Linked DNA regions of Sus scrofa: region 1 is linked to region 2. The links are chromatin contacts, called in public Hi-C maps. All regions are on one chromosome and are shown on one strand. Each heading gives the region's core, a stretch centred on a gene start, on an enhancer-like site or on the middle of the called end of the contact. The rest is flanking DNA. Distances are from core to core; before and after follow the strand shown. Region 1 has its middle 7.9 kb from the start of NXT1. Region 2 has its middle 70 kb from the start of FOXA2.

Region 1 (5,071 bases), core at 2,518-5,017, 260 kb before region 2:
GCTCAGAGTCTGTCTTGTTCTCTCAGTATCTCTTTAAGCCCCTGCTTGTTGCTTAGGAACAAACCCTGTAATTTAGAAGTCAGATCAAATGATGATTTTTATTTTAAAGAACTGTGTGAACGATTGCAAACTTCTCATCCCTCACTGTCAGGATTCGTGACTGGCAGCAGCTACCAAATGGCAGAGATTTTCTCGGGGGAAGGGGGTGAAGCAAACTGATGCTCCAAACTGAAAACGCTTCCTTCTTCCAGATTCTGAGTTAGACGCTGTGTAGATAGAGCTCCTCGGTGGCCTAAGCAGTTAAGGATCTGGTGTTGTCACTGAAGTGACTTGTGTCGCTGCCGTGGCGCAGATTTGATCTCTGGCCTGGGAACTTCCACATGCCATGGGTGTGGCCAGTCCCCCCCACACCATAAAACAGAACAAAACCAATGAGTCTGGCTTTTAAAAATTCCATATATAAGTGATATTTCTATACTGTATTTTTCTCCCACTGTTGGACTTATCTGAGCATACTGCCCTCAGGTCCAGCCGTGTTATAACAAGTAATAGAATTTCCTTCTTTTTTATGGTTGAATAATATACATACATATATTATTTGTATATTAATAATAAACATAAAATTTTATATATAAATAAATGTATAATTTATATCTAAATATCAAACATTTTTTTTGGTTTCATTCTCCCCCTTGTTAGTATATGAGTCTTGTGTCTAGAGGAACAGGACAGAGGAAAGGAAGGATAAGAAAAGGATGGAGATGGGAGTTCCCCTGCGGCTTAGTGGAAATGAATCTGACTCGCATCCATGAGGACACAGGTTCGATCCCTAGTCTCACTCCGTGGGTTAAGGATCTGGCATTGCTGTGAGCTGTGGTGTAGGTCACAGACGCAGCTCAGATCTGGCATTGCCATGGCTCTGGTGTAGGCTGGCAGCTACAGCTCCAATTCAACCTCTAGCCTGAGAACTAAAAAAAAAAAAAAGAAAAGAAAAGAAAAGAAAAAGGTGGAGGATGAATTGAATACGAGCAGTACAAGCAGTTTTCAGAACAAGCCCATGGTGGGCGGCCCCCATGTCCAGTGCCCACATGACAGGCCCTTCCGTCTTCTCAGGAGGCTTGGATGGGCGAGTGATCAGAAACACTGGACCTTCCAGAGATGCCTTGCCTGGGGTCGGGGGAGAGGAGGGCCAGACCTGTGGGTTTGCTTTAGGTCCTCATTTGCAAGCAGAGGCTTGTTGGCTCCAGACTTTCTCTGGCCTGTCTGACATCCAGGGAGCCCAGTGAGGCTCAGAACACTTGCAAAATCTTTTGGAAATAAAGATGAAAGGGTGGGGTCTCAGCCCCTTGTGAGGGGAGAGGAAGATCCCTCCTACATAGCAAATACCGCGCCTTTTCCTTGGGGCAAACAAAGTCCCCAAGGCAGCTTTGTGCTGGGAAGAGCTGGAAAGGAGAAGTAGTGGGAACCCCAGCTCATCCCAGACTCCTTATTCCCTGGGTCCTCCCTCTCGCCCTGCCCCGTCCCCCCTTCAACTGACAAGACCATTGCTGAGCACCTCTGAGAGGGGAGCGGAAGGAAGCAGCAGGTGCCCGGACAGGTAGGGCCTCGGTTTCCCCACCTGTGTGGCACCCCTGCTGCCCATGTGGCCCCTTTGTGCAGGTGCCGGGGCTGCAGGCAGCTTCTGGGCGTGTGAGTGGGGCTGTCACACAGGGCTTGGCACTCAGAAGGGCCATGAGCTTGGTTCCAAGCTTTGTGCTTGTCCCTGGGAATCTTAACAGCTTCTGAGCAGGGGCCCCGAGTCTTCAGCCTGCCCTGGACCCAGCAGATCGTGTCCTGCCAGGGGCTTTGGTTTCTCTACCAGTGGAAGAAGGAGGGATTGGATTGGGCCTGGGGCCCCCAAGAATGGAGGGCTTGAGCAAGACCAGGGGCTGGGGCTCCAGGGAAGAGCCTGTGCAGCCAAGGGCAAAGGCCCAAGTGACTGGGTGGGGGGTAGTGTTGGAGAGAGTCCTACAGTGCTGCGTGCCAGGCCTGCTTGGGCATCTAAATGGGGGGGGGGGCAGAGTGGACTGTGGGGTGCTGGTCAGGCCCCTTCCCAAGTTGCTGGTGATCTGTGAACAGTGGAAGGAGCCAGAGAAGAACCACAGTGGGTCAAGGAATGTGCTGTGTGCCACGCTGGTGGGCCCGCTGTGTGTGTCTCTGTGCTTATATCTGTGTTTGTGTGTGTGTGTGTGTCTGTGTTTGTCTCTGTGTGTGTCTGCGTATATGTCTGTGTGTGTGTCTTTGTGTCTGTGTGTATGTCTGTGTGTGTGCATGTGTGTCTGTGTGTGTCTCTGTGTCTCTGTGTGTGTCTTTGTTGCGGGGTATTCAAGCCCTTCTACTGTCACAGTGGTGCTTTGGTTTCCTGAGAGCTTTGAAAGACAGGGACATGGGGGGCCAGGTTGATGGGAGTTGGGGCCTCTGCCTCCGGACCACTCAGTGCTGAAATCATTAGGACAAGAGCCGGGCTCCAGAGTTGCTCAGGAAGCAGGAGCTGCCATGACAGCCCTGTAAACACGGCCGAGATTCTACAAGGCTAAGGCTGAGCCCAGAGAGCCCGGATTCTCTGCAGCCAAAAAGGATGGACGATGGGCGGGTTTCAGGGTTACCCACAAAGCTGATCCCTTACCTGGGGGAACCGAAGCTGTGTGGTGTCATTCCCAAGGTCCTGGGAGATACCCCCACTTCCTGATCACGAAGGGTGCTCTTCCCCTGCCCAGACCAGGCCATCCAGGTTGCTTCCAGGCCTGCACGTCCCGTTTTGTCCTGTTACGATGACCAGGGCGGGGCGCTGAGTGGGCAGGGCTGAGGGAAGCTGGAATGGGGGTGTGCTGTGTGCCACTGGCCACTTGGGTTCATCTGCAGGTCTCCGTTCAGGGGTCCTTAATCTGGAAGGCTTCCCAGACCTTGAGGCTCCCAGGCGACCCTGAGAGAAACATGTGAGGCAGTGCCTCTCAGCTTCCAGTCTGTGCCCTGGGCTCCAGGGGCCTTCCATGAAATTCCCTTTCTAAGTTGTTCAGCTTCAGATTCTGTTGCTTGCAACCAGTCCCCTGACTGTTTCCGGCGGTGGGGACAGCCAGGCAGAGGCAGGGGTGCAGGCGTCGGGCATGGGGACACACAGCAGGGGGCCCGAGGCTGGCGGCACAGAGGTCTGGCTGGGGACTGTGGTGCATGAGGTGCCCGTTCTGACCTGGAGGATGCGGTTGACTGGTGAGGCCTGCCCAGGAAGGGGGTGATGTCCCTGCTCCCGTAGGACCACTGGGAGAGGCCCCAAGTGGGAACCCTGCTACTTACCTTCCTCCCCAGGTAGCTCTGTTGTTAGTTAGGCATTTCCAGCCAGTCCTCTGGCTCTTCTGCAAGTTTGCTCCAGCGTCTTGAGCAATTTCCCCCTTGGATGGAGCCTGGAACTGTTGTCGGTTCATCAAGAACTGCGTGCTTGTGTGGGTCAGCCAGGGTCTGCAGGAGCCTTGGGCGACCCCGGTTTCTCCCTGAACAGCAGGGAATGTGACCTTCCCCACACATGGGCAATGGGCCGCTTGAGGAGGAGGGAGGATGGGGAGGAGGAAGCGGCCCCCTGGTCTGGCCGTGGCCATGGGCGAGTTCTCACATGTTTGGGGCAGCGGCTGTGCTCCTGACCCCACTCCTGCCCTCGGGAGCGGCCATCAAGTCCAGTCTTCTGGGAGCGCTGCCGTGGTGGCTGAGTCAGGCTTGTGTCACTCATACCCCGAGGTTTTGGGGGGCTGAGGGGGAGGCGAGCTTTCCAGAACAGAGCCGCGTCACCAGCCTGGCACGGAACAGTGGTTAAGCCACCGAGAAAGCACGCGTGTTATCCCAAGAGATAAACCCTGGAAATGTAGACAGGAATTCAACAAAGCCCAGTCCAAGCCCGCCACAACCCAGGAAACGCGCAGGAAATGAAAAGTGGAATTTCCTTCCTATAAACAGAGTCCAAAGGCAGATCTCAGGCTTTAGAAGGTTAGGGGGTCTGTGACTTCAGGGAATGGACAGTGGGGGGTGGGCGGGCAGGGAGACCTGTGCCAAGTGTGAGGGTGTAGGGTCAAAAGGCAGAAGGGCAGAGGTCACCTCCCAGCCTTATCACTCCCGGGTTTGGGGGGCTGGTGCCTGGTGAGTCACTTACCAGCCTAACAGCCATGCCAGGTCACGTTGGAGCTGAGGGCTTCTTGTTCTACCAACCGCCTGGGCACTTGTCCTGTTACCTGCCCTGCCTGTAACCTCTCCTACACACTACCTGTCCTACCCACTACCTGTCCTGGACCTGCCCTGCCTAGCTCAAAATGAGGATGGGTCAGGGAGAGGTGGTGCCTATGAGCTGACTGGTAAGGCTACAGTGACACTTAGGCAGGCCTGGCACGGGGCTTGGACCCCTTGTCTGGGTCTCAGCCTGGACCCCCCTCAGCACAGGCACCAGGGGCAGCATCTGAGAGCAGCGCCCCACAAACCTATTCACCATCGGAGGTGAAGGAAGTGCCGAATTTCTCTTGTCGGCATTAAACCCATCAGACGGTCCTTCTTGTTCCATGTCCATGTGTGTTTAGAGTGGAGTTGCATCAGAAGCCCGTGGCTCTGGGTGCCAAAACCACGAGGAGGGAGGAATTCAGATGCCAGAATCCTCCAGGCATGGGGTGGCCCTTCAGCCATGCGGGGTCATGTTGGAGCTGAAGGCTGTGCACCCCACTAGGGTCTGCCTCAGCTAGGGTCGGGGGCAGGGATGTGTTTCTTACAGGTTCCCAGGGGACCCCTCAAGGCTCGCCCTCAGGCAGAATCCTCTCATAGGTGTGGACACTCACCTAATTGAAGCCCTGCCCCAGGCTTATTTGGGAACAGGGTTCCTAAAGAGGTGATTAAGGTAGAGTGAGATTACTGGGGTGGGGCTGATCCCACGTGACTGCTTTTCTTTTCTTTTTCTTTTTTTTTGGCTTTTTAGGACTGCACCTGTGGCATATGGAGGTTCCCAGGCTAGGGGTCTAATTGGAGCTGTAGCCGCCGGCCAGAGCCACAGCAACGCGGGATCCGA
Region 2 (5,357 bases), core at 2,353-4,852:
CTGCCCCTGCATGTTCATTTCAGCATTGTTCACGATAGCCAAGACATGGAAACAGCCTAAGTGTCCCTTGTTGGATGAATAAAGAAGATGTGATATATACATAATATATAATGAAAGATTATTCAGCCACGAGAAAGAAGGAAGTCCTGTCATTTTCAACCACATGGCGGAGACTTGAGAGCATTATGCAGTTAAGTCAGAGAAAGGCCGTATATATGTATGATATGATCTCATTTATACGTAGAATCTGAAAAAGCCACACTCATGGAATCAGAAAGTAGAATAATGATTATTGGGGTAAGGGGACAGAAGAAGTAGGTATTGGTCAAAGGGTACTAACCGCCAGTTAAAAGACGTACAGCTCCTGGGGATTAAATGTCCAGTGTGGTGCTTAGAGCTAATAATACTGTTTTGAATGCTGTTAAGAGAGTATATCTTAAAAATTCTCACTCCAAAAAGGAGATGATAATGAGATGGACTCCTTAGCCGATGCTATGGTGGGCATCATTTTGCAATGTGTAAATGTATCATAAATGCAGTAAATCAACACCTCAACACCGGGTCACCTTAAACTTATACAGTGTTATATAACACGTATGTCTCAGTAACGTCAGAGGGAAAAAAAGAACTGAGAGGGTAGGTTGTGAAAGGATGGACTTGAAATTATCAGGAACTGAAGCAGATGTGATATTGGAGAGAAGGTTGGTGAGACAGATCTTTAACCACCTACCCCATTCCTTAGCTATGCCTGGCTAGTTCATTTTAATTTTTTTTAACTTTTTTTTTTTTTTTTTTTTTTTTTTTTTTAGGGCTACACCAGTGGCATATGGAGGTTCCCAGGCTAGGGGTTGAATTGGAGCTGTAGCCACCAGCCTACTCCAGAGCCACAGCAATGCGGGATCTGAGCCATGTCTGCCACCTACACCACAGCTCACAGCAACGCCAGATCCTTAACCTGCTGAGCAAGACCAGGGATCAAACCCGTGTCCTCATGGATGCTTGTCGCGTTCATTAACCACTGAGCCACCATGGGAACTCCTAATTTTTAAACTTTAATTACTATTAAATAACGTTTTAAAAAATAATAAAAACATGTCCTTAGTTGCAGTGGTGACATTTCAAGTGTTCAACAGCCACCATCCGGCACAACGCAGACTGGAATATTTCCACCATGGCAGAAAGTTCTGTTAAACAGCACTGGCCTAGGATAAGGGAAGGGACCACAAGGAGGACACTCAGGCAGCAGCAGATGAGGGGACTTGCTCTGGGGACAATGTGGGCAAAGGAACACCCCTCCCCTCCTCCCCTTGCCTGGTTTCTGTGGCAGCAGGAAACCAAACTAGGGTTCAGGTTTGCTTGGCTGGAAATTGCTCTCTTCTTGAAGATGCTGGTGGGATTATGCCAGCCTAAACTATTTCATTTATTTTGAGCTTGAGCCACCTTAAGATGTGCCACTTTTCATGGGCTCTTTCTCCAAGCATCTCCATTGCTCTATATTTCTGGTGCACTCTTGAGCCAGCATTGATACCCGCTGCTTAGACGGAGCAAGCACCAGACAGGCCAGGCTTCTTGGAGGAGTTGAGACGCCCTCCAGCTGCACTGTGGGCGGGTGATGACGTGAGGCCCCCAGGGAAATGTTTCGGGAACGTCTGTCCAAGAGCCACTTGAAAAGATGGTAGCGTAAGTGAGTGGAAGACGGGAAATGAGGCCGAACGATGTATCTCCAGTGAATTTGCTTGCATGGCGGGAGGTAGATCAGCCTGGAGATAAATTCAGAATTATTTTGCAAAGAAAGGCTGGACTGTTGCTACTGAGAGGGAGGCCCTCCCATGGAGGCCACTGGGGCGGCTGGGCCAGAATCCCCACTCCTTAGGGCTCCACCGGCCCCTTCTCCCTGGACCTGACCTCCCCCCAGCTCTGATGTCTGTTGAATAGGCCTTGGCCAAGGAAAGTTTTGAAGGCTTTCAGGGCCCCAGGGAATAGAAATTAAAAAAAAAAAAGTAGTCCTCACGCCAGCTCCCCCCTGGAGTTCTGTGAATGAGGGGACTTGGGGAGCTGAAGTGTGTCCTGGGTCCAGGCAGCTGCAGACACGATTGGGGCAGAAGAAACCCCACTACTACTCCCCAAGGAGCAGAAATGACATGCTGTGGACAGATGAATGGATATAGAAGATATGAGATGCACGCGTCACACACACACTCACTTACAGGAGAGTATTATTCATTCGTTTAAAAAAAAAAAAAAAAAAAAAGAGAGACCCTGCTTTTTGTGACGCCAAGGATGAACCTGGAGGAATCAGGCTCAGGCAAATAATAAGGCAAAGAAAGACAAACACTGTATGATCTCAGGCGTTCATTGGATCTATTTTTTAAAGGAAGCTCACAGAAATAGACAGTAGGATGCTGGCTACCAGGGACCAGGGTGGGAGAATTGGAGAGATAGTGGTCAAAGGACACGGATGTTAAGTTTTAAAATGACAGAGATCTGAAGCAATTTTGTGCAGGGTCAAAGTTGTATTAAGAGGCGTTCCCGTCTTGGCTCAGTGGAAACGAATCCGACTAGGAACCATGAGGTTGTGGGTATGATCTGGCGTTGCTGTGGCTGTGGCTGTGGCCGGCAGCAACAGCTCTGATTAGTCCCTTAGCCTGGGAACCTCCATATGCCATGGGTGCGGCCCTAAAAAGACAAAAGACAAAAAAAAAAAAAAAAAAAAAAAAAAAAGGGAGTTGTATTAATAGTTCTGTTGCGTACTTGAGAGTTGCTAAGAGAGTAGAAATTTGCTAAGAGAGCATCTTAAGTGTTCCCACTCCCCCGTCCCAAGAAAAGTAGCTGTGCGGTGATGGATGTGTTTATTAACTCGACTGTGATCACAATCTTTTCACAAGGTATGTGTGTGTCAAACCATCCCATTGTACACTTTAAATACATGCAGTTTTATCGCTTTTAACTCATGAAGCTGGGAAAAAACAATGAAGGTTGTTTAGAACGTGACTCACGGCTCCCCAGGCTGCCGTGTACCCGCGCCTTTCCCAGGGCTTGCACCCCGCCTGCATCCTTCCTCCACCCCATGGGGGACGTCCAATGTCAGCACCTTGAGGGTGCGGGGGTGGGGTGGGGGCAGGGTCAGCCTGATCACACCCCCATCCCGAGATTCAGAGGATGCCCAAGGCGCATGGGGTCCTGCATGTCCTCATCTTTATAAAACAAGCCTCTGTGGGGGACCCAGGCACTGTCACCAGTTATGGGAGGGTCAGGGAAGCCTGTTCACCGTGATGACCCCGTCTTGGGTCAGCAGGCAGCTGCCCCACTCCCTGGACAGGCCGATAGGACAGGGAACACCTGTGACTCCGTCCCCCTTCACGGGAGCTGAGGCTGTTCCCACAGGAGCTTCTTCATCAGGCAGAAGCTAAGGCTGTTCTCCATCAGTGAGCTTTTTCATCCAACTCGATGCCCCATGGACACCTTAGCAGGGCTGGCCTGGAGGAGCTGTGCCTGCTTCCTATGGGGTCAGAGGGAAGCCTGGGGTGGAGACCCTGGGCCAGGGCCAGACCCACCCCCGAAACAGCATCCTTTGCTGCCCTCTGCTGCCCACGCTGCTTCATTGCAGCTGGTTCAGGTGGTGCTTCATCCTGCTTAAATGGGATTTCCCTTCCACTGCTTCTATGCACTGGGGGCTCACGGACACAAAAGGAGTGAAAGGGAGGCTCGCCTTTGACCTGGGGCATGCCCACCCGCCTGGATAGCATTAAATGGAGGGGTCACATGGTGGTGTGGGGGTCACAGTAATGGTGGGGAGAAGCGGTGGAGGTGTTGGGGTCACAGGGGCTTTATTGGGGCCACAGGGGAGATGTTGAGGTCACAGTGGCAATGTTGGGGTTATAGTGACTTTGTTGGGGTCACAGTGGGGGTACTGGGGTCACAGTGGGGGTGCTGGGGTTAGGTGTATTAGGTGCTTAATAGATGCTTTGTGGATTGTCAACTTTTCAGAAATTGAGGAAAACTTGAGCGAGCGACATCCAGACATTAGTTGTTTTCTGCTCCCGACCAGCCCGTGTGCCCCGTCAACCAGAGGCGTGTTTGTATCACTGAGGAGGGGCTGTGGGTAGAGGCAGAGGTGTTCACAGGCGTCCCTGGAACTGGAGGTTGGCCGTGGTCCAGTGGCAACAGGATGAGGGCAGGTGCAGGTCCCAGAAGGCAGATCCTTAACCTGGATCAGCTCTGGACCCATGACTCTGCTCATACCGAGATGCCACCAGCCTGGCCCATCACCTTGATGGCTGGATGCTGGAATTAGCAGGTGCCGAATACCTTTATCCCCTGCCTTGCAGCCCTTCATCCCGGCATCTCCTTCCCTCTCTCTGATGGCCTCTGGGCTGGAGCCATTTAGACAGGATATGGCTTCATTTTCCTACTGTGATCCCCGTTGTGATTTCAAAAAGGTTAATTCATTACTTGGTAGAAAATGTGAAATTCAACAAAAATATTGCTTTTCTTACTAAGCAAACTAAGCCAGGTCTAGCTGGGGATGTGATGGAACAATTTCCCGGTGGTCTGCTGTGAAATTTCCAGACTTTCTGTAGCGCTGACCATGAGGCACGGGATGGCCTCCGTGGTCGTGTTCCAGCTCCAAGCCCTCCGGCAGGGCTGAGCCAGGCGCCCACTTCTGGTCTCTGAGGCTTCATTTGAGAGCAGTTGAGCTGTCAGCTTCCAAGGACCAGGGGGACAGGGGAGAGCTCTTTGGCCTGGGGAGGCACGTGCGGACGTGGAAAGACCACCCCTGTATCTGTCACTCCCGGTCAGTGCCCAAGCAGGTGGACATGCCCAGGAGCAGCCCCTACCCCTGAAGAGGGACAAATGCCGGGTCCCCCTTCTGGAGAGGATGGGTCTTCTGGGACTCACTCTTCATGGCCCCCCACGTCTGCTCTCTCCTCTCCACCTCCCACACAGGTGTGTCCTGGGTCATCTCGTCCTAGCGGTCCCTCTGCCTGTGGAGAGGCCACTGGAGACAGGGAAGAAGGGAGAGCTTGCAGCCAACAGCCATGAGCAGAGGTCTGAAGCATAAAAACGGACAGGGATGGAGTTCCTTCTGTGATGCAATGGGATCGATGGCAACTCTGCAGCTCCAGGACATCTGTTCGATCCTTGGCCCGGCAGTGTGTCAAAGGATCCGGCATTGCCACAAATGCAGCATATGTCACAACCGTGGCTCAGATCTGATCCCTGGTCCTGGAACTCCATATGCCGCAAGGCAGCCAAAAATGAAAAAGAAAAACAGCAGACAGGGCGGAAGAGGATGGAAGTGCGGTGTAGGAAGAGGAACCAAGCTCTGAGCCTCACCCACCCCTCTCTGCTGCCCC

What was found. Hi-C and Micro-C count contacts between places; a contact is called where the count stands out from the background.
Region 1: a contact with region 2 is called in a Hi-C map of retroperitoneal adipose tissue, with 1.8 times the contacts expected there. The contact joins two enhancer-like sites. A contact is called at or near these places in 2 of 5 promoter capture datasets (fetal skeletal muscle and liver), 9 of 47 Hi-C or Micro-C datasets (embryonic fibroblasts, epiblast stem cells, fetal heart ventricle and 6 more) and 1 of 2 datasets of contacts at active chromatin or transcription factors (skeletal muscle).

Annotation. Positions count from the first base shown.
Region 1 is chr17:30,327,982-30,333,052 of Sscrofa11.1, reverse strand. No RefSeq gene overlaps it. Among named protein-coding and RNA genes, the nearest start is that of NXT1, 7.9 kb to the left of the region's middle. Within about 2 kb of position 3,767, at least 13 of the 83 cell types and tissues checked have an H3K27ac peak or open chromatin away from gene starts, as enhancers often do. A contact at or near this core is called in retroperitoneal adipose tissue, where this site is marked.
Region 2 is chr17:30,068,661-30,074,017 of Sscrofa11.1, reverse strand. No RefSeq gene overlaps it. Among named protein-coding and RNA genes, the nearest start is that of FOXA2, 70 kb to the right of the region's middle. Within about 2 kb of position 3,602, at least 5 of the 83 cell types and tissues checked have an H3K27ac peak or open chromatin away from gene starts, as enhancers often do. A contact at or near this core is called in retroperitoneal adipose tissue, where this site is marked.